Regions from separate parts of the Mus musculus genome. Here regions 1 and 3 are each linked to region 2. Evidence: chromatin contacts called from public HiChIP or PLAC-seq and Micro-C data. All regions are on one chromosome and are shown on one strand. The core of a region is the stretch at or near the end of the contact, and the rest is flanking DNA. Distances in the headings are between cores, read along the strand shown. Region 1 overlaps Gm46359 (a long non-coding RNA gene). Region 2 holds the start of Fut8 (fucosyltransferase 8). Region 3 holds the start of Mpp5 (membrane protein, palmitoylated 5 (MAGUK p55 subfamily member 5)).

What was found. A called contact is a pair of places that touch in the nucleus more often than the background predicts. HiChIP or PLAC-seq counts read pairs in DNA pulled down with a chosen protein or histone mark.
Region 1: a contact with region 2 is called in an H3K4me3 HiChIP or PLAC-seq map of pro-B cells, with 8 times the contacts expected there. The contact joins the enhancer-like site here to the promoter of Fut8 in region 2. A contact is called at or near these places in 1 of 39 promoter capture datasets (hippocampal neurons) and 3 of 115 datasets of contacts at active chromatin or transcription factors (astrocytes, large pre-B cells and pro-B cells).
Region 3: a contact with region 2 is called in a Micro-C map of embryonic stem cells, with 11 times the contacts expected there. The contact joins the promoter of Mpp5 here to the promoter of Fut8 in region 2. A contact is called at or near these places in 2 of 484 Hi-C or Micro-C datasets (both in embryonic stem cells) and 2 of 115 datasets of contacts at active chromatin or transcription factors (astrocytes and epiblast stem cells).

What each region holds. Positions count from the first base shown.
Region 1 is chr12:78,922,592-78,925,291 of GRCm38.p6, forward strand. The region is part of intron 2 of Gm46359 (a long non-coding RNA gene); the gene reads left to right. Among named protein-coding and RNA genes, the nearest start is that of Gm46360, 4.9 kb to the right of the region's middle. Within about 2 kb of position 1,335, at least 35 of the 459 cell types and tissues checked have an H3K27ac peak or open chromatin away from gene starts, as enhancers often do. A contact at or near this core is called in pro-B cells, where this site is marked.
Region 2 is chr12:77,236,793-77,239,492 of GRCm38.p6, forward strand. Fut8 (fucosyltransferase 8) reads left to right here and starts at 1,312. Exons shown (of 12, transcript NM_016893.5): 1 at 1,312-1,407. It overlaps 9530018F02Rik (a long non-coding RNA gene), which reads right to left and starts at 2,434. Exons shown (of 1, transcript XR_003950200.1): 1 at 1-2,434.
Region 3 is chr12:78,747,531-78,750,230 of GRCm38.p6, forward strand. It overlaps Mpp5 (membrane protein, palmitoylated 5 (MAGUK p55 subfamily member 5)), which reads left to right and starts at 1,417. Exons shown (of 15, transcript NM_019579.3): 1 at 1,417-1,576.

The DNA.
Region 1 (2,700 bases), core at 85-2,584, 1.7 Mb after region 2:
GTGTGTGTGTGTGTGTGTGTGTGTGTGTGTGTGTGTAGCCCTGGCTGTCCTAGAACTATCTCTGTAGGCCAGGTTGGTCTAGAACTATTTCTGTAGGCCAGGCTGGCCTCAAACTCACAGAGATCCACTTGCCTCTGCCACCTGAGTGCTGGGATCCTGTGCCACCACCAACAGTGTTTCTGATTTTTAAAAATCTTTTAAAAAAATTATGTGTATGTGTGACCATGTGCACATGAGTACAGGTGCCCTTGAGGCCACAGACATGGGGTTCCCTGTATCTAAGAGTTGCCGGTAGTTGTGAGCCACCTGGCATAAGTACTGGGAATCAAACTGTATTCCTGTGTGAGAGTAGTCCCTGCTTTAAATTACTGAGTCACCTCTCCAGCTCCTTTAATTCTGATTGTGAAGTTGAATAATAAGACTAAAATGGGGAGGAAAAAGACAAAATGGGATGTATTATATAACATATATAATTATTAAAATTCATTTGGAATCTGAATGGGCAAAGTTTTGTTTTGTTTTGTTTTGTTTTTAAGGTTGGTTTATTTACTTATTATATATAAATACACTGTAGCTATCTTCAGACACCCCAGAAGAGGGCATCAGATCTCATTATGGATGGTTGTGAGCCACCATGTGGTTGTTGGGATTTGAACTCAGGAAGAACAGTCAGTGCTCTTAACCTCTGAGCCATCTCTCCAGCCCAGGCAAAGTTTTTAAAAAGTTGTTGTTGTTTGCTTGAGACAGGGCCTCACAATTTAACCCATCTTGGCAGGAATTTATAGTCCCCCTCATCAGGCTTGTCGGTGCCGGATCACAGGCATGTGCCACCATGACCAGCTCAAAACATATCAGGACAAAAATAAGAAAAGATAGTCACGTGTAGGGACACATACCTTAATCCCAGCGCTTGGGAGGCAGAGACAGATGGAGTTGTGAGTTTGAGGCCAGCCACCAAAACACAGTGAGGCCTTGATGCAAAAACAGAGAAAAGTTAGGAACCAGCGTAGACTATGTTAAGACAGAAACATTATTTAAAGACTTGGCCGATGGTGAAGAAGCATCCACAGAACACTACAAGAAAGAGCCACTCTGCGGGAAAACTGTGGGATGTCAGCACAGCTTAGGATCAGCTTCCACCCATATTTTTCATATCGTGCATCACGGTATACTCCAAATGGGTCATAAAAAGACACAGAGAGAAATGGAAATGGAAACTTTCAGCTGTGACCAGAGAAAACATTCTAACTATCCCTGCAACAGACATCAGAGACAGGAGGGATGGATCTAAATCTGTTCTTAAAAGCCGTTTGTGCCACCAAATGCAATAAAGCAAACAGGGAAGTGAAAGCCACAGATGGGGAGAGACTCATGGAGCAAATAAAGCTCTCTGCCCAAAATAACTGAAGAACTGCCCCAAGCTTACAAAAAAAAAAAAAAAAAAAAAAAAAAAAACCCAAAACCAGAATCCTGATCCTTTTTGATAAGAATCAAGAGTTCACACACACAAATAGAGAAATGAGCAGCCTCACTGTGAATCTTGAAATCTAAACATCTCTTCTGCCCCCACCGTGAGTGTGTGTGTGTGTGTGTATGTGTGTGTAGGTGTGTGTATGTGTATAGGTGTGTGTGTATATAGATGTGTGTGAGTGTGTGTATAGGTATGAGTGTGAGTGTTTGTACAAGTGTGTGTGAGTGTGTGTGTAGGTGTGTGTGAGTGTGTGTGTGATGCATTTGGAGGTACAATGTTGATATGGGGATCATCTTCAATTATTTCTCCATTTTATTCTTTTCCAATATGACTAATCTTGCTAGCTAGCATGTTCTGGGGGGAGCCTGCCTCTCAATTCTGAGGCTAGAATTAAAGTTGGGACACCAGGGTTTCTGAACCATCTCCCAGTTTCATGCCCAACCGTCTGCTTTTGAGACAGTTTCACTACACACCCCAGGCTAGCCTACACATCCCAGGCTAGCCTACACATCCCAGGCTAGCCTACACATCCCAGGCTAGCCTACAACTCTTCATTCTCCTGTTTCAGTTTCACTACACATCCCAGGCTAGCCTACAACTCTTCACTACACATCCCAGGCTAGCCTACAACTCTTCATTCTCCTGTTTCAGTTTCACTACACATCCCAGGCTAGCCTACAACTCTTCATTCTCCTGTTTTAATTAACTTTTTATGTTGTTAAAAAAAATCAATTTAAGGCCAGTCTGGTGCAGCATATCTTTAATCCCAGCACTTGGGAGGCAGAGGGATATAGATCTCTATGAGTTTGAGACTAACTTGGTCTCCATAATGAGGTATTGTGTCAACGAAACAACCCCTGGAAAAAAGCAATTTAAGGTTCAGTGTGGTGGTGTGTGACTGTTATCTTAGTCCTTGGTGTGTAGAAGCAGGGTGATCAGGAGTTAAAGACCAGACTTGGCTACATAGTAAGAAAGACAGGCAGCAATACATGAGACTCTGTCTCAAAGAAAAGAAAGCAGATATCAATTCTAGCCAAGCATAGTAGTATATGTCTATAATCCCAGCAGTCAAGACATGGAGACAGAAGGATCAAGAGTTCGAGCCAGCCCTGCACTGCTCAAGATCCTGTTTGAAAGCAAAGCAAAATCCATTTAAGTGAAACAATTTTTTGGGAGGGGGAGAATGGGTGGGGTGTTTTGAGACAGGATTTCTCTGTATAGCCCTGGCT
Region 2 (2,700 bases), core at 62-2,561:
ATCCTGAGCATGGCCTGAAGGATCTTTGAGAGCAGCGTACTGTGACACTGAGCAGAGACCTGAACTGCTGAAGAACTACTTTCTCACTGTATTTCAGAGTCATCAGTTTGGCGCTTTCTTATATACTATGCTGTTCTATAAAGATGTACTAAGTTCTTCACAAATATTTCTAGTGGCTTTTTCTTAAATAGAAAGTAGGTGGGATGCTTTGATTCCTATAGTTTTAATATTTCCTAGGAGATAATTAAAGCCAGATTAAAGGAGCAGAGAGTTCGAGGCACACATAAAACTTTGAATGTAGAGATCTTCAAGTACTGCAAATGGTAGCGTGTGTTAATTAACTAGAAATGGTTCCTCTTTTTCCCTTGAATACATTCAAGCCATACATCCTTGTTAAAGTGCTTTTTAAATGCTGTGCTGAAGCCTCAAAGTAAACATTTTACCTCTGACTCCTAAAAATGTTCCAGGCTGTGGGTGTAGCCCAGGAGAAAACACACCCTTAGCATGCACATACTCACACAAAAGGAAAAATAATTCAGGGTTTTGACTGTTGAAATTTTAGCCCTTAATCCATCTAAGTACAGTATAAGCCTAAATTTTGCTTATTTGCAACAGAGAACTGAGAGTCTCACGGAAGTTATCTACGCATTTAATAAATGACTACAGATTTGTTGAATGATGACACCCAAGCTTTTTGGCTAGATCATAATTCTGACTTCACCAGAGTTTTGTGTGACCTTCAATAAGCCACGGTGTTTTCTCAGAGAGCTTTATTTCGAAGAGACATTAACCCAGTCACAGGTCCGGAAAAGCTTCTCAGGGTGCGGAGCTCCTGAAGGCACAGGCATTTTTTTTTTTTTCCTTTTTAAAAAGCACTGTCCTTTGCATTTTAGAAACACAGTTCCTGATATAGAATAAACATTGGGAATTTATGAGAGTTATTAGGTAGGTTGCATTCTTGGCAGGCTACGACCTCTTTAATGTCTTTTCTGTGTTTTTTTGATTACTAGCATATAAAAGGGTGGCCCTGTTTACTCAGAGATACGTTTCCAAAGTATTTACTAGTATTTATCTGTGCTGGGAGGAATAATTGTCTTGAGGGCAGCTTTTCTACTCAGTCACCCGGCTGAGTCCTCAGGCTTGGGATCTGGTCCCCAGGCTACAGGGAAGAGTTCGGCACGGGAAGCTCATCTTCCGGCCCTCTGATTGGCCAGTTCGCACTCCACTCACTGGTTTTCCCGCTCTGATTGGCCCCGGCAGCACCCCTTCGGCCCGCGACTACTTTGTGTGCCCTGGCTGCGCGGCTGGGTCCTCCCGCCCAGCTCGCCCTCCCGGACGGTCTGTCGGAGGTAGCCCTTCGGCACTCGGCTCAGCATCGCGGGCGTCAGGATCCCCGAGTGCGAGCGGGTAGGAAGCATCCTAGGGAAAAGCCTCTCCTCTCCTGTACTCAATAAACTTCCGCCTCCGAAGGGCTGAGGCAGCAGCGGCTGCGAACGGCCGGGCTTCGAACTCGGGCTCTGCGGGGTTCTTTCTCTTCAGATGAAGACAGAGCCCGCAGGGTAGCCGGACCGCCCGGAGCCGAGGTGGCACTGTGTGCTGGTGCCTCAGCGGATGAGCAGCAGAGAGTACCCCGAAACTAGTACAGAGCCCTATTGAGCCCCAGCGGGGTGCGCCTCTGGGTGGTGGGCCAGGCCGGCCAGGGCGTGGGGAGCGCTGCTCCCCTCAGCCTCCGACCCTCAGGCGGCCTTCGCCTGTAGAGACCAAAGCCGGAGCCCGCGCGCGGCCGCTGTCCGGCTGGAACTCGGGTCCCGCCGTGGCCCGGTGGATGCTGCAGCTCCGCTGTCCACCCGCACAGAGAGGAAGGGGACGGGGCGGAGCCTGTGCACATGCCAGGGTCGCTGGAGGAGGCCGCGGCCGGCGCATGCGCGCCCTCCCCCAGCAGGCTGGGACGCCGAGGGGCGCGCGCCCCTCTCCGCGCGCGCACGCTCGCTCGCTCGCTCCCTCGCTCGCGCCGGCCGGCGGCTTCCCCGCCTGCGCTCCCGGTCGGAGCCACTCCGGCGCGTGCGCGCGTGGTCTCGGGCCGACCCGAGTGGCCGGGTTCTCTGGGCTCCAGGCCCCCGCCGCCCCCTCCCCGGCTCCCAGCCAACCCGTCCCTCCCTTTCCTCACGGAATGGGGCCGGCGCTGCTCGGGGTCGCGCGTCCTGGACCCGGCTCGCGCTCGGTCTCGCGCTGTCAGCCGCTGCCTGGCTCGCGCCGCCTTGCGCTTTCCCTCAGTCAGTGGCGCCGAAGGCTCCGTTAAGCGGCGGCCGCGGTTCCTGTTTCCGTTTCTTCCTCTCCCTTCAGTCGGGAGTAGCATCCTCCACCCCAGCACCCCTCCCACTCTCCCGCCGCGGCCAGCTGCAGCTGGAGGCAGCGGCGGCGGCGACGGGGGACGGCGCCGACCGCCTCGCTCCCGCCTCGGGTAAGGGGGCGTTAGGGAGCCGGGCCCCGCGCGCCGCGGACTCCAGGACGGGGCGGGCGCGGGCTCTGTGGAGCCTGGGCTCGGGGCGCTCCTTCGTCCTCCCGCCGATACCGGGCCTGTTGCTGCAACTGCTGCAGCCGTTGCTCAGCCAGCGGCCCCGGGAAAAGTGGGGAGGGAGCCTCCGGGACACCCCGGCGTAGCCTTGGCCCCTTGGGTGAGGGGCGCCGCGGCGTCGGGCA
Region 3 (2,700 bases), core at 167-2,666, 1.5 Mb after region 2:
AAAAAAGGAACTAGAGTACTTGTTACCTAATGTCTTATGCATTAAAAAAAAAAAAGGTAGAAAGGAATGTCAACACTCACTAACCTTTTGTGTGTGGCTAACAGTGTCTAGGAATTCTGGAGACAGTCCACTTGCAGTTCACAAATTCTCACTTCTTTGTGAAGATGAACTAAGCAGACAGTTCAGTTACATATATTTGGAAGTTGTCCGTCTGTACTCAAAGTCCACTGAGGTATGTTTGACAGAAGGAAAGAGGTCTTTAGTGGTATGTAAAAAAGTCCTGTCCTTGGCTCTGCCTTACTAACACCAATAAACAACGTTAAGTACTTAATAAAATGTCAGTAAGATTTGAATTTGATGATCCAGGAAGAGAAGGATTTCGCCCTCCCCCCACCCCCCAAAAAAAGTTGTGCTTACTTCAGAGGGCATAGTATTCCTTGGGGACACTAACAACCCATAAGAGGAAAAAGGTAGGTAGGAGCCTGGGTATATTGGGAATGGTGCTTAAAAACCACGGTGGGAGGAAATAAAGACATGATTAATTGCATATACGAAGGCACAGAGGGACAGTTGTCTACGACATGTGCCCCTGAGAAAACTCAACAGGCTGAAGCAATGGATTTAGGTCCAGCAGAAGAGGTTTCTACATAGAACATATTTCTGTTTGCTCCAAATCCAGTTCCTCGCGCACACTTTCATAGCACTTTCCGTGCCCACCCTTCCCAGATGGTGGCATAGGTGTGTCCTGACAGCATGGACTCGCGCTGGGACTAGCCTAAGTAACTCCCAATCCTCTCCGGAGAATTCTGTGACAACTGTGGCCTTTGACATCCTTCCTGGTTTTCAGAAAGGAGTCGTCTGTGGAATCAGGGAATTGTGTGGAACTTTATACACAACCAGGTGTTGGCGTCACGGTTGTTTTGAGCATTAGCATTTTTGATGTGCCTGACAGGACAACAGGGGTCTCTTCCAAGGGAATCGGATTTTTCTCAGGAGATGACCGCTTCCCAGGCCCCGTCGAGCCTTAGCGGCTTCCGAGTCCGTCTCAGGGAAGCACGGCGACCCCACACAGAGGCGAGGAGGTGGGCTGAGGCAGCGAAGCGACTCAGCGGTTAGAACGAACGCTTCGCAGTTCGAGGCGGGTGAGTGCGCGCGGCCGAGCCCCCGGGAGGCGGGGGGGGGGAAGAGCGGACCAATCAGCGGGCCCTCTCCCCACGCGCGCTCAGGATTGGACGATCCGTTCCAGCCTCTCTCCGGGCCGTGGGCGGGCCGCGCCAGGAACGGCCTGGGATAGGCGCGCCCGCTGCGCCAGCGTCCCAGGGGCGCGTGCGCGGTCTCGCGTCAGCCGCGGGGGCCGGTCTCGCGCGGCCTCGAGGAGGAGTTGCTGGCGACGGCGGCGACGGAGGAGGCTGGCGGTGAGGAGGGGGCGGGGACTGGAGACTCCGAGGTGGGAGGAATCGGGAGTTTCTGGATTCTTTATCCAGTGTTTTGAGGGCCGCCAGACGGAGGGCTGTTGCTTGGGCTGCGTTGAGGAGCGAGGGAGGGAGAGAGGATCGGCGGCCGCCGGGGCTTGGAGGTAAGGGGCGGACCCGCAGCGCCCGGGCTGTGGCGATCTTAATCAACAGGTTCCCGGGAGCGCGGCGGGGGAGGGGCGGCGGGGCTCGCACCCCCTCCCAGACCCGCCGCACCGCCAGGGTTCCCTGGGGAGAGCCCCAGGCTGAGCCGGGCGCCGCGGTGGCAGCCCAACCTTTGTCCCTCGGAGGGACGCTCCCCGCGCGATGCCGGTTGGTTCCCTGGGCCGGGGGGTGGGGGTGGGGGGGACGCACCTTGGCGCGGTGGCGGGCCACCCCGCCGGACTTGCCGGGGGCACGGCAGGGAGTCGTCTCGCTGCGCCCAGGCCCGGAGTTCGCGAGTCTCTGGGACTCTTCCCTCACCCCACCCCTGGCCGGATCGGGGAACCAGCCTGGGAAACACTTTCCCGTGGAAGACGGAATGCAGCCAGCGTTCCGGTGCCTGAGTCAGCCCCTGGTGTTCTGCTACTCATTGCGTTCTGCGGATAAACAGTTCCTGCTTCCTTGTGACCACTGCTAAAGAGTAGTGCGTTCTCAGAACTTAGACGGAGATTGTCCGGTGAACTTTGAAGCCTGTAAATGCTTGGTAGAGCTACTTTCAATGAATGCCGCTCGGAACGATCCTTATTGTAAATTACGTAACTGACTAAGGATAGCTCTCTCCTTCTGTCCAGCTGACTGACACACAGTAATGTGTGTGGAATTTAGATTCGGCCGAAAAGTTTTCCATGACACTTTACTCTAAAATGAATGCAGCACCTACGAGGGTTTTTACTTAGTGTGTTGTGTCTAATTTAGAGTTTCAAGAGTTTAAATTCTGAAAGCCAGTGTAGCAAGAATTCTAAAGTTTTGATTTAGCGGATAAGGTGGAAGGTATTTCTGGTTTTAATAAGGCACTGTAATGTTTTAATGATACTATTCTAATTATCCTTTTAAATTATGCCAGAAATTAATAACTTGTTAACTTTTGCAACAGTAACAAATTATGTGGTGTGCTGGTGTCTTTGAAGTATAGGTATTGGTGGGAATGAACACTATCCTTTCTTGACGAGCTGTTTCTATAGTATTTCTGTGGACACGATTTCTTGTTTTAAAGATCATTCTAAACTGTAATAGCAGGCTTACATTA